3 separate regions of the Zea mays genome follow, and regions 1 and 3 are each linked to region 2. Evidence: chromatin contacts called from public Hi-C data. All regions are on one chromosome and are shown on one strand. The core of a region is the stretch at or near the end of the contact, and the rest is flanking DNA. Distances in the headings are between cores, read along the strand shown.

Region 1 (4,916 bases), core at 2,193-4,692, 930 kb after region 2:
ACATATCTTTAGTGTAGCCCCAAATGGAAAGTATTCGGCGAAAGCAGCTTACAAGGGTCTTTTCCTAGGATCCTGTACATCTGGTCAATACAAGAGGGTCTGGAAAACTTGGGCTCCATCAAAATGTCGTTTCTTCCTATGGCTTGTGGCCCATAACAGGTGCTGGACTGCTGACAGACCGGCAAAGAGGGGCATGCATCCAAGCAGCTGTCCGTTATGTGACCAAGAACCTGAATCTATTAACCACCTGCTGGTCTCATGTGTGTTTGCAAGGATCTTCTGGTATAAATTGCTCAGAAAGTTTGGGTTGCATAGCCTTGCTCCCCAGCTGGGCCTGACATCCTTAATGGTCAAGAAAGGTTTGAGATCTCTGATCTCTTCGGGGGCCTGGATGATTTGGAATCACCGCAATAGATGTGTGTTTGATGGTCAGGCTCCCAGTCTCTCCTCTATCCTTCGGCAGGCCGACGACGGGAGAAGACTTTGGGAATTAGCTGGGGCCAAGGGTCTCCTTGGCAGCTCCTTTGTCTGACACCCCCCCCCTGTTTCTGTAGTAGTTTTTTGAGTCCGGTTTCCATTGCTGGCCTCCGTAAGGAGTTCCTTGCTGTAACCTCTGGTCTTCTTAATATATTTAAGGCGCAGTTCCCCTGCGCCTTCGAGAAAAAAAACTAATTTTGTAACTGCTACCTCAAATAGCAATTTTCTATTACTATGATAATAACTTCTGTATCTTTATGAACGATGCACAGCTATCAGGTGTGCAATGGCAACTGGAAAAGAGCAGGGTGCAATTTCCACTGCCAGTAGCGGTGATCAAACCAAGGGCGGTTTGCGTGGAAAATTAAACAAAGTTGTTTTAGCTTATAGTGGTGGTTTGGATACATCCGTTATTGTTCCATGGCTCAGGTATATATATTCCTTATTTTAATTGTCTTTTACGAAGTTTGAAGTCTACATTTGTCTAACTTCTGCAAGCTTTATTTTTTTTGGTTTACTAATTCAAGGGAGAACTATGGTTGTGAAGTCGTTTGTTTCACTGCTGATGTTGGCCAGGTATGTTTCCTAATATTATTGCTTGGCCTATTCTGAAGCTTGTAATGTCTAGCCAACATATTCCTGTTTCTTTCCCTCCCATGTCTCTTTCTTATTTCACATACTTGCATAATGTTTCTGCTGGTTGCATTCCTGCCAGGAGTTCCAAAACTAATAGTTTCTTCACCTATTGTTTCTATGGCTTTGTATTGTCCTAATTTATGAAGTTGTGAATCCTTTTTATATTTTTAATCTTCCTAGTGATTTATTATTTTTTGGTTGTCAATATGTAAATAGGCAGTGTCATGGCTTGGATTTTCTATCCATTTTCTTGTATCTAACCATCTGTTTAAATACATTTACTTAACCCTCCCTAGGGTGCCATTGAATTGGAAGGGTTGGAGAAGAAGGCAAAAGCCAGTGGTGCATGTCAGCTTGTTGTGAAGGACCTCAAAGAAGAATTTGTTAGTGAATATATATACCCCTGCCTGCGTGCAGGTGCAGTTTATGAAAGAAAGTATCTGCTTGGGACTTCGATGGCTAGGCCTGTTATTGCTAAGGTGAAATTAATACAATAGCTGCATCTTGTTATTGTATAATCACAAATAATCTGCATGAATTTCTTGAAAAGTAATTTCTGATGTTTGCATAATTCCTTGAGATTTGATTGATGTCATGGTTTACAGTGTACTGTAAATTAAATGCACATGATGGTAGAGATAACATTTGAATTATAATCGCTACTGCAGCACCAAAGTTGCTGATGTAAACTTGACGTAACTTTTGGTAGCCATTTACTCTTTTATAGCATATATCAAATCTGTTCCAATAGTACATGGTATGCTTCTTGGTGTACATAGACTTGGCAAATTTGTCTTTACATATTTGTTTCATAAAAGTCTCAGGTACAAGCCTTAGAAGCTTTGGATGATCATCTTTGTTTTGTTGATTTGGTCTGCTAGCCCTGTAGAGTAGGTGGCTCAGCTGTTGTTTGGCTTGGAATGATCTGTCCAGTTAACCTACTGTGAATCTTATGGGCATCATGCAGAACTAGTGGAGCAAGAATATCATGGGGTAGGGCGTGCTGTTTCTTTTATTTAGTTGAAATAAAATATTGAAATATGCTTCAAATAATGTTCTGAATGCTGCATATATTCTTTAGGATCTGTAGGTGGGATTGTGTTGGCAGCATTAATACACTCTTACTCTTTTGAATGCTCCAAGTTTTATGGCATTATATCTCCACTGCAGGCAATGGTTGATGTTGCCAAGGAAGTTGGTGCGGATGCAGTTGCCCATGGTTGCACTGGAAAAGGCAATGATCAGGTAGTGACGCTGTTAGCCTGTATATTAATGTGTCTGGTCATCTTGTAATGCTACCCTTATTCTGCAGGTTCGCTTTGAGCTTACATTCTATGCTTTAAATCCTGAACTTAAAGTGGTGGCACCTTGGAGGGAGTGGGATATCACAGGACGTGAAGATGCTATTGAATATGCAAAGAAACATAATGTACCTGTTCCAGTTTCAAAGAAATCAATATACAGCCGAGACCGAAACTTGTGGCACCTTAGCCATGAGGTATTGTCCATTTTTCATGTTTATTGCTTCAAGTTTTATCAAAGCATTTTTTGTAGTTTAATATCTTTTTCTTTACATGTAGGACAGAATCTTAGTTACCAGAACTTTACAAGATGGTTACGTTCCAACTTTTAAGCCAATATATGCAAAATGCCACATTAGTGTTCTGAATTAATGTCCTGCACTTGTCGACACCTTTAACCAAACAACATGACGCCCATCTTTGATGCGAGATGAAGTGAATCATTCTCTACATTGCAGGGTGACATCCTGGAGGACCCAGCAAATGAGCCAAAGGAAGATATGTATATGATGTCGATTGCTCCAGAAAATGCGCCCTCGAAACCTGAGTGAGTGATCAATATTAAATCTTTCCGCTCTTTTTTTTTTCATTTTTGCTGCAATCTGTAGCACAGTTTACTGTGTATGCACAATTGAGCATTACTGCACCTGGTATTCCAGAGTTGGATCCATCCAAAGCAGGATTGGCCTGGAACTTAATATGATCAGTATAAACATAGGTTTTTTTTCCATTTGTACACTAGATGCATATGTATGCATACCGTGATAGATTAATGCCGAGCCGCATACATTCAGGTATTTGGAGATTGGTATCATTGCTGGTGTTCCTGTTTCAATCAATGGCCGAGACCTCTCACCAGCATCCCTCCTCGCGGAGCTCAATGAAATCGGTGGAAAGCATGGGATTGGGCGTATCGACATGGTGGAAAACAGGCTGGTCGGCATGAAGTCACGTGGGGTCTATGAGACCCCCGGTGGCACCATCATGGCAGCCGCGGTACGCGAGTTGGAGTCCCTGACCCTGGACAGGGAGACCATGCAGTGGAAGGACATCATTGCCCTCAAGTACGCCGAGCTGGTCTATGCTGGCCGCTGGTTTGACCCGCTCCGGCAGTCCTTTGATGCCTTCATGGAGAAGGTTACCGCGACGACCACTGGTTCAGTGACCCTGAAGCTGTACAAGGGTTCCGTGAACGTCGCGTCCCGGAAGAGCCCCTACAGCCTGTACAGGGAAGATATCTCCTCGTTTGAGAACGGGGAGATCTACAACCAAGCTGACGCCGAGGGGTTCATCAGGCTGTACGGCCTACCGACACGGGTCCGGGCGATGCTGGAGAAGGGTATCTGAGTAGTTGCCTGCTTGATTTAGAAATAAAAACATCTGTTTCCCAGTGATTGCAGACAGATGGGTGTTTGGTGGGGAGTTCACCATGCTGTTTTACCATCCGTTTACATTGTCCAAACCAAAATATTATCATTGCTACATCAGCTGCTTTTCTCATTGGTTTATATTGAGCAGACCATTCTGGTCGATTATCGTCATCTATTGATCTGCGATAACGTTGGAGCGATGTCTATCTATGACTTTAGATACCTTGACGATTCGAACTGATACACCGTTCATGCCATTACACAAATTTCAATTTCTGGTACTTAAGCTGGAGATTATTGATTAAAACGAGGGCTACTAGGGGGATACAATAAGTTAAAGCACGCTTTAGAGTTTAGACTGTCTCTAGCAGCTTGTGGTTGTCGCTTATCCATCACTGTACCTATATTCTCTTAAGACCGCGTCCAGCGATTCATCCATATGCTCTAGCAGTTTATCCATCTATGTACCTATATTTAAACTTAACTCTGTGAACAATAAAGTCTACAGTATAAAATAGTATTTTAAATGATCATATGGATGAACCGCTGGACATAGTCTAAGAGAATACTAAGTGACATTTACTTGTGTATCGGCTTAACGTCGTGAGACGTACGAATATCAAGGCTACAAGTTTGACAGCAGAAGTAAATGCAACAGACTCTGCAGCGGTACCTACAAGGATCCAACTTCCTCTAGCAGCTCGTAGTTTATGCTCCAGTAGCTTACCCATCCTAATACCTATATTTAAAATCTAATCTGCGAACAATGTACTCTACAGTGCGCAAAACAACATTTTAAATAACCATATATCGCGCAGGCTAAATGGCGGCAAGGCCCCCTCTCACCACGGCTGCGTGGCGAGCCTCCAACAACTGTTTCATTCTCGTGGTTTGTGCCCGTGAGTGATTATTAGTAGATGAAAAAATGATAATAGATGAAAAGTATGGATAAAAAATGATATTTTATGGTTATAGTGAAGTATAGAGGGAACCGTTGTGGGAGACGAAAAAGTAAGGATGTAATCTTGACAATATAGCGTTAAAGTGGGATATAGAGAGAAATTTAGAGGGATCGCTAGTCTCAATGAACAAGAGCAATGTAATGTAGCTCATGGATATGCGCGATACCTAG
Region 2 (4,827 bases), core at 699-3,198:
GATCTTATGCATTTTGCAGCTCCATGGAAAATATCTCTAAATTCTCGTTAGTCAGATATTCAAATGTAACGGAATGGTTATAATTAGCTACACATCAATCTTTACCTGCTGGTCAGAATTACATAACATTTTCTCATCCTATAGACTATGAACTATCACAATACTATTACGAGTCACATTCTCCCATCCATATTTGGGTGAAGGAACTATCGCTTTGACTCTAATCCAATTGCTCACCTGCAAATAAAAATGGAAGGTAAGGATCCAAAGAAAGTCGATAAAAGCATTAACATAAATATTAAAAAGTTTATACATTAGAGTTCTCAATCTTTTCCATGTCTGATGGATCTGCCTGCCATGGTGTTGCCCAATTAGGAATATCAATGGTGAGCAGGCCATCACTCTCGATGTCAATTATTTTCCCAACACTGTGATGAGTCTCACCACCCCATGCATATCTAAGAAAAAGAAGAACATAACTAAGAAAAAACTAAAGGCACCAAAATTCCACAGAACTGCACGAGATTTTTCAAAAAAAGAGCTCGTGGAGCACCAGGGCCATAGATCTAGGCTATTGCCCTTACCTGCATGTTGCATTTGGCGAGGCCGAGCGTCGTGACGACCATGTGGGTGAGCCCACAGCTGGCGATTCCTCCGGTGGTACAGGCGGCGTAAAAGCCAATGGGTACATCTCATGGCACGCTCCCATAGTCCACAGATCGCTCGTCGTGGCTGTCGTCCTCAATCCTGCCTCTGACGCGTCCCTCTCCCACGCGGTTCGAGAGGAGCGTCAGCTTGGGCCTCTCGATGATGCCCGACCCTGGGAGGAACACGACGAAGACGATGGCGATTAAGAAGACGACAGTGGGGTTCGGCTGCGCTAGGGTTTCGAGTGAGATTCCTGGCGTGCGATTGAGGGAAGGAAGGAGATTTATGAGGAGGCAGGGAGGTTGAGGAGAGACTGCGGGCTGGGGAGGCGGTGAGGGGAGGGAGGGGTCGTAGGGTTTCCATCTGCGGGCGGCTAGGAGAGGGCGGATTTCTCGGTGACCGGCGCAGATTTCTCGGCAACGGGCGGCGAAGGCGGGTGCACGGTGCGGACGGGGGAGGCGGGGGCAGGCGCGGACATCGCGGGGTAGATGGCAGAACCGTGCACGGTTGGTGCTGTGGACGCCTACACTAAGGTTTTAAGAAGTAGCAGACATTACGCAAGGAGTGCTTTACAGAACCAAGGATCTTGAGGAGTGGCAGGCATGGAATGTGTTGTCGGCTTGAAAAACCTTCCCAAAAAGCATCCGAAATTCGGATGTGCAGTCACCCAGCATCCGAAGTCCCAATTAAGGCGACGTGGCGCTTCGGTTGCCCGTGATTGCTGAGCTTTTAAATATAGAAGTAATTCGGATGTGGAGTCACCCAGCATCCGAAGTCCCAATTAAGGCGACGTGACGCTTCGGTTGCGTGTGATTGTGCTGAGCTTTTACATATAGAAATAAGCTTACGGGGCGTTTGGATCCTTCATTTGAAAGGAATTGGAATTCACTCAATAAAATAACTTATTTAGTTTGGAATTTGGCATTCCACCACTTTCCAAAGTTCAGATATAAGCCTATCTCAAAATCATAGGGTGGAGGATAGGAAATAATTTTATGCATGATTAGAATTTGTTTCTAATCTGTAACTTACATGAAACTCTTCGTTCTACTCCTCTATAGTAAAAATGTAGCACATAAATATTTAGGACATCTTGCTAATAATAGTATATAAATATATTTTGTGTAAAAGTGAATTAGCTTAATTGATATATGCCTAAACTACTATTATTAGAATGGAATTCAATTCCAGTGATCCAAACGGGGCGTTATGTTTTTTTTAGTTAAAGGGAGGTAAATTAGACTTTTGCCGGCGCGTGTTTGATGGGCCGTCAGATGGGCTTACTTGAATTCCACGCGATTTTCTAGAGTGCGTACAGTCGTCGCCAGTCTCCGGGAGCCCAAAGCAAGTGCCCCCACTGCCCCGGCGGCTGCCGAACCTCTGCTCCGGCGACTAGGTTCCCGCCTCCCCGACTCTGCCCCAAGCGAGCGCGGCACGCGTGTCGCCTTGGCTTCCTCTCTTCTGCTTCAGTCTCGCGCCGCCGGTTTCTATCCTGCCGTCGCCCGGAGCTCATCGTGCTGACCTCCAGTGACGCGCTGAAGGGATCTGGGAACTTCGAGGATGCTTTGCTGTGCTGGCCACCAGGCGTCCCTTCTCCTCTTCGCTCTGCTCTCTGTCTCCTCCCTTCTGCTCGTCGACGGATCCCATCAGGACCAGGTACTAGTACTCCGAGTTCCTCTTGCTGAATTCTAGATTTGTGCGCTCAATTCATGCTTTTCCCTTTCCGTAGTGCACAACAGCACAAGTTAATGTTCTCCAGGAATGATTAAGTTTGCATCAGTTAGATTCAATCAGTAAGGCAAAGGATACACAAAGTTGGGCTTGAGCTGATCGGCTGCACTTATTCGTCAGCTGCAGCTGCTGTGGTTGCATGCATGCTGTGATAATCTACTGTGTCTCTTAGTTTGGATTTTTGCAGCCAGATAACTGCAGTCGTTATCTGCTATTTCTTGCTCGATGGATTATATTAGTGTTTGAGGACAGTTGCTGCCTCTGAGTTTAGAGCAGTATGGTTTTATTTCCTGTTGTATCTACACACCAACTATCTTTAAAAATTCAGAGTTTAGAGGCGCCATATTAGTATATTTGACTTGTGCAAGGCTGCAAGCTTATCTGACTAGTTTCCATGCCTAGTTTACCCTCTGAAGTGTTCATTTTCTTACAAGGATCAATGGCATGTTGCAATTTGAAAACTGGTTGAGCTTATCTAATTTTTTTACTAACAACAAAAGTATGAGATTGGTTATCTTGCAATCACTGGTCCAGAATTGCAGCAAATTATACTTAGGGTGAGTGCTTTGGTTAGGGATTCTTAAAACTGTTTCTCTCCGGAAATAGCAGAATTCCCACCAGCCTGAAGCTGTTTCTCCTGAGAAACAGAATCAGTTTCTCTTCATACACGTTTCTCTAAAGTTATCAAGTCCATCTAGTCGATCCTAGTCACCATGGGACCGACCAGACGACTAGTCGCAAGTCGGCCATCAGGTCGGTCCTAGTCGTCCTATATATATCAGGACCAATAGACCAAATATATACTAATGCACTATATGTTCTAGAGTACAAATCAAGCATGAAGATAACTATAGGCTGATGGCTGCATGTAGGGATGCAAATTGGTCTAAACAACATGATCCCAAGTGACCTAAGCCATCCCACATGTAGCTCATGTCCTAAGCTGCCCAGAAATTCCATTATGTTTCTAGTCGTCCACCTCCTAGTCGGACGACTAATCGTCATCAGTCAATGATTAATCGGATGGCCAGAAACTAATCAACTTATTGAGTTGTAGCTCCCCTGCGAACAACCCCTGGTCTAACTGGTTAGGTGATGTAGTAGCAAACTCTCAGGTTCTGAGTTCAATTTCTAGTGGAAGCGAATTTTCATACCTGGGTTAAAAAATCCCCTCGCTGTTTCTCACCCGCTCTTGGGCTACAGAAATTATGTGCCCCACCCTCCGGCCTGGGGGCTATTGCAGAGTGGGCAGAGTCGGTCAGTTAGTGATGGGAGGCTAGGGTTTGGGGGCTTTCTCGACCAGAACTTGCGGTTTCATGACTTCTTATATGAATGTTGTTGGGGTGGCTTAATCCCCTCCGTTTGAGGTTTTTTTTTGAGTCATAGCCCCTAGTTGAGTCCAGGATACCGATTAGGACGACTAATCATGATTAATCGAATGATTTGATACCTCTACGTTTCTATGAGAAACTAAACCCTGCCAAATACACCCTAGTCATTGCTAGAAACTAAGTACCTATGGTACTGCTAAGAAATGTCAGAAAATCACTGAGAAATGTCATAAAAATCAATGTTGTGTCCTAGATCACTTGCCTTTGTGTCGCTACATAAGCAATTATTGTCTTGTAGTGGTACAGGAAGTAAGGCTGATAATTCTTACAATGGTTCTTCCTAGAAAAATTATTGTACCGGTACAATCGATATGCAATTCTTTAGTGTTGCCTTTTCTCCATTGTTCTCTTTGATGTACTCGTACTTACTTCTAATGCAGACACTGTTTTTTTCTATGTTTTAGGAATTCGGTGAAGCTGTTGGATCCAGGTACTGTATTCTGTTAGAGTATATTTGGTAGTTTAGATATTGTGTATCGTAGACTGTCATATATCTATGGGTTGCTTTGTCTCCCAAGTCCTGTACTCTACCATAGTTATTAAGGGGGTAAGGAGACCGACCCTCTTTTTATATTTTAGGCGGTAAAGTGTAAGGCGAGGTGACACCTTAATTATATAGATAAATATAAAAAATAGACTAAATATTTTTTTTTTGTATATCACTAATTCGAAGTTAATAAGCAAGCTAGCACACCTGTAATGGCTACTAGGGCCGTTTCAGCATAGTAGAAGAGAGAAATGGGAAAAAAGAAAAATAAGTTAATAGCCCACAACTAGTGAGCCTAGCCCACACACCCGTTTTAGGGTTAAAACTCGATCAATCACGACACAAACATCTCCTAGTTGTAGTCGCCAGGAGCTCTCTCCCTTCCCCTCAACTCTCCTCTTCCTCCCCCCAAGCTCTCCTCTCTCTCCCTCCCCTGCAACTCTCCTTCCTCTAACTGTCCGACTGGGGCCATGTGCCACGCCTTGTTGCGCAACCCATGCACTTCCACTATTGCGCCTTGCGCGCCGCCTCCTCTCCTGTTTTGCCCGCGCCTTAATCTCGCGAGGGCGC
Region 3 (4,472 bases), core at 835-3,334, 550 kb before region 2:
AACAATTAAAAAATGGTTAAATGAGATGGCACACATTCCAAAACAGCCGATCAGTAGCACCAACCGGTATGACCCGACTAACCTGTCAAAACACACCACATCGCTAAAGACGACCGGTACCGTTTGCTTCAGGTAGATATCGACTAGGCTGTCCAACCAGAAGTCACCTAGTATAACCGATCTAGCTATCCAACAGACCGATTAGTAGCACCGACTAGTATGACCCGACTAACTGATCAACATCCCGCCGATCAATTAGTAGCACCGATCAGTATGACCCGACTAACCGGTCAACAACCCTACCGATCGATCAGCCGAATAGATGGAGAGACAATACAGTCGATACACGACCACCGTCCGGGCTATGTCAATAGGCAGTATAGACCACATTGGATCCAACCTTATGGAACCCACACTAAAAAAATCTATAGTGGAAGAGAAAAGACAAAGTCAAATCAAATGAAGAGAAGGGCGAAACCAAATCAATAGGAGAAAGATGTTAAAACATGAGTTGGTTCATACACGGTCCCAACAACCATGGAGACGGAGGCATTTATTGCTATGGTTGGCACTGGTGAACATGGAGAGTACATGGGCCAACAAAAACAAGCCTAATATTTATTCTCTGCTAATGTCTTGTCCTAGCTATTTACTCCACGGAGCTGTTTCTATAGTTTTTTTAGTATGGGAACGAAATCAATTTGGACCGGGGGTTGAAGAGATAAATCAATACTCCTACACCTAGTACTTGAATAGAAGGCATGAATGCGCACCCACAAGCACAAGCAGTTCATAATAACGGCGGAGTTAATGGGCGTAGGTACACAAGTATGAAGTTCAGAGGGTACAAGGGGTGATTTAATATGACACGGCGAAGAGCGCGCGCTGGCTCTTCTCTCTCTCTCTGCTGTGCTTCTGCCTTGTGGATTTCTCCTTCACTCCAGTGGTGTCCATGGCCGACCATGAACCACCGAGCTGCTAGTTGCATCTACTACTCCTACCTTGTTGAGGCTCACACGCATAGCCATTACTTACCTCCAGACCTGTGCAGCGCTGATGGAGACGATCAGCAGTAGCAGTATCGGTACTGTTGAAGATGGAGGATACGGATGTCCTTCTCTTCCAACCGGCCGACGTGCACCACCGGCTTCGTCTATCGGAGCTACCCTGCGTGCACTAAATTCTGTGCACTGTTGTTTCCTGCCTCACAGATATTGCGTTGCAGTGTTTATCATGAATAGCTAGGACACTGCTTACCATTACATTAGTGCCACGCAGGCAATAATACTACAAGAAGTGACGATGTACAGATGGTTAGTACGTAAAGCGTCGTCGATCCCAACTTGTGAATCCGTTCAAGGCCAACGTGTATATATTCTGAGTCTGATACACATACAATGTGTAAGGCTGTACGTCTTCAATTCAACAGGCAACGTATCTTCCTCATCCATGCTCTTCCGGCGATGTGCACGTCTTGGAGACCCCTATTTTTCACGTACGGGGCGCCGGAGAGCTCCTAACCGCCTTAACTCCGATCCACTACTCCTCAGTTACAGCTCCTGCCAACCTTCTGAACAGGCGAACCACCAACACCATCTCAGTTACAGCCGCTGCCCTGCCCAGGCACCTGCACCTGCACCTGCTCCTGCCGCTGAACGCGCTTCAAATCCTACCAGCCTACATAGAGCTTACATGCAGGGCAAGCAAGGCCATGCGACAGTAGTACTAGATTTTGTGGTGGCTCTCCTGGGCTGGGCTGGGCTGGCATTATGACGTGTACGTACAGCCCGGGCATGTAGAGAGGCCTATTAATAAATGGAGTGGAGGTGGAGAGATTTGCGACATTTAAGGCCACTCTAGCTACTTGCCACCTTCAATGCCGGCCTGCCCTCCCGTTAATGCGGGCTGGATGAAGGCCATTCAAAGCCTCCTTCCTCCCCTGCATGAACTCAGCATGAGCATGACCCCATCAATCAAAACCACAGTGCTGTGCTATCCGTAGGAGAAGAGAAGACGACCACCAACAAGCGGTACCTTCTCTCATCACCCAGTTGTCAAGAGCTATTCCTACACCAAGCGGTACTGTCTGGAACCACATATATATAAATAGACCTGTGGTGTGGTGCTGGTGCCAGCGGCCAGCCACGCGACCATGAACACCGAGTACCTCAGGGTGAAGAAGCTCCAGCAGGAGGCCGCCCGGTGCCTGAGCTTGCACAAGACAATGGAGCTGCAGCCGGAGCTGTCGCTCGGCCCTGTGTGGCCGGGCTTCGCCGCCGGTGACCTGGCCGCCAAGAGCTCCTCGTCCGAGTCTGACGGAACCTCCCGGAAGAAGAGGAAGCACTACACCGCCAGCTGGGAGGAGCCTCAGCAGCCGCCCGCGAGCCTGGAGCTCCAGCTCAACGACCCACTGCCTCTCGACTGGGAGCAGTGCCTCGACCTCCAAGTGAGTACCTTTAATTTCTCTCGAACGGCAGCTATATCTCAATTCTTTATTATTCCTTCTGCTTCTAGTTCAATAAACTACAGTAATCATCTAATGTTTTCATGTGCATATAATGTGAGAATTTAATATGCCGACACGTAGTTTACAAAAGCTATTAGTAGTGACAGAAAGCCTTTTGCTAGTGGACAGCTATTCCTATTCCTTGAAGTGTCCTGCATTAAAATCGGAGCCACGATTCACGAGCTAGATCATGGTCCAAAAACATGAATGGATCATCGTGTACCTGTACTGCCTTTTGATCCTAGCTGTGTTGTGTTTTTTTTATGCATGCAGTCTGGGAGGATGTATTACCTCAACCGGAAGACGCTGAAGAAGAGCTGGGTCAGACCCCAGGTGCAGAGCGTGAACCTGGACCTCAACATCTCCACGGCTGCCGCCATCGACAACTGTGCCGCCAACGGTGCTGCTGCCGCTGCTTCCGACGACGAGGACGAGCCAAGGAAACCCGCTGGCACTTTGTTCTCTGGAGGCAGCATGGTGGCCGTGCCGTGCGCCAACTGCCATCTCCTAGTCATGCTGTGCAAGTCCTCCCCGTCCTGCCCCAACTGCAAGTTCGTGCAGCCTCTGGCACCTGCTGTGCCGCCTGCGGCGGTGGCCCATTGGAGGATCGATGCCGCCGTCAAGCCGCTGGAGACCCTGAGCCTTCTCCATTAGGCACATGCACTTCACCGGCAGCAGATTGTAGAAAGGAAATCGTAGTTACGTAGTAGTGGTGCATGGGTTAGTATTACTATTACCTGGGTAATGCATGAGCGGTCGAATGAAAATTGGAAATGTGAAACTACCGTGCATGCATGGTGACATGACAAAATACAAAATGGTGAAGCCAGCCTCAAATTAAACTGCATAAATGCATTGAGCAATCAGTCAATCAGTTAGTTAATAAATACTAGTAATGGCGACAGGTCACCGGTGTGGTAGCTAGCGAGAGATTGGGTATAGTACTTGAAGCAGTGCAACAGCAAGCTTCAATGAAACTGAGGCGGCAATCAGACAGTGAATGTATCGTCCCTCCTGCATGCCTCTCACGTTCCTGCCCATTGATGAAGAAGGCCGGTGGTTGCCACACCTCCTCGGCTCTTCACCCCTCAGCGCCACCAGCCCGCAACCATAAAGGCCTTTGACTGCCATCACTAATGCAAACTTGAAACTGTTGTTGGGGACGGGGCGGTAGATTTGGGCGCCCGATATGAAATGAATGCCGCACCTACTTGATCTGTGATCGGAGCATGCGCGTCCGTACATAGTACGTAGTATTCCCTGACCCATGTCTTATATCCCGAAAAAAACACATGGCATTAAGCACTGACTTGAGTAAGAAAGAGCTTGATGAGTGCTACAAGTGCTGGCTGGGGACCGACTCTCAGGCTCAGCGGGCAAGGTAGAGGATGCATGGAGCATGGTTAATCATACATGCAGATGCAAGCCGCAAAGCTACTACAGAGCACAACCCAATACAACATGCAGTTAGCAGAGTGCAGAAGGAACACCTCCCCATGCTGATCTCTACCACCTGATATGTATGTGCTTTCCATTGGCAATGTGTGCAACTAAATAAACATGCCCATGCAGGCCGCACAAGCCTCTCGATGGATGGGTTCAACATGTTGAGATGATCCCGAAGTCCTCTCGAAGAGGTGGACGAACGCTGCCCTCAATCAGATATTGAACTGTTGCCTAAAAAAATGTGACTGTTGTTGGTGATGTTACAGATGTGATGTAGGAGTGCGCCTTTTGATGATGAGCGGCTGCGACATTTCCGAGAAGACGCACGTCCACTATAAAAGGGGCGGGGCGGCTAGGGTTTGCTTTCTTCTTGCTCACTAGTACACATAGGCTCTATAGTAGCGGTTTTAGAGACGTTTGCACTAGCGTTTTTCAGTGCCGCCAGTGCTAGGGGCCAGTGGAAATCGTCATTTCCACTGGCGGTTTTCTTAAGAAACCGCCAGTGAAAATAGCATTTCCA

Evidence for each region. Hi-C and Micro-C count contacts between places; a contact is called where the count stands out from the background.
Region 1: a Hi-C map of tassel shows a contact between it and region 2, with 2.2 times the contacts expected there. The contact joins the enhancer-like site here to the promoter of LOC100275449 in region 2. A contact is called at or near these places in 2 of 25 Hi-C or Micro-C datasets (ear and tassel).
Region 3: a Hi-C map of tassel shows a contact between it and region 2, with 4 times the contacts expected there. The contact joins the promoter of LOC100217211 here to the promoter of LOC100275449 in region 2. A contact is called at or near these places in 3 of 25 Hi-C or Micro-C datasets (ear, leaf and tassel).

The regions. Positions count from the first base shown.
Region 1 is chr10:39,335,214-39,340,129 of Zm-B73-REFERENCE-NAM-5.0, forward strand. LOC100274106 (argininosuccinate synthase) reads left to right here. Exons shown (of 10, transcript NM_001148485.1): 4 at 750-906; 5 at 1,005-1,053; 6 at 1,410-1,592; 7 at 2,284-2,358; 8 at 2,426-2,611; 9 at 2,873-2,961; 10 at 3,209-3,947. The coding sequence ends at 3,761. Among protein-coding and RNA genes, the nearest start is that of LOC100274106, 10 kb to the left of the region's middle. Within about 2 kb of position 3,443, at least 13 of the 20 cell types and tissues checked have an H3K27ac peak or open chromatin away from gene starts, as enhancers often do. A contact at or near this core is called in ear and tassel, where this site is marked.
Region 2 is chr10:38,407,733-38,412,559 of Zm-B73-REFERENCE-NAM-5.0, forward strand. LOC100275449 reads left to right here and starts at 1,949. Exons shown (of 10, transcript NM_001149516.2): 1 at 1,949-2,304; 2 at 4,175-4,200. The coding sequence starts at 2,209. It overlaps LOC103641023 (a long non-coding RNA gene), which reads right to left and starts at 1,367. Exons shown (of 11, transcript XR_560006.4): 1 at 585-1,367; 2 at 314-458; 3 at 1-237.
Region 3 is chr10:37,861,829-37,866,300 of Zm-B73-REFERENCE-NAM-5.0, forward strand. LOC100217211 reads left to right here and starts at 2,085. Exons shown (of 2, transcript NM_001143568.3): 1 at 2,085-2,446; 2 at 2,780-3,356. The coding sequence starts at 2,153. The coding sequence ends at 3,160.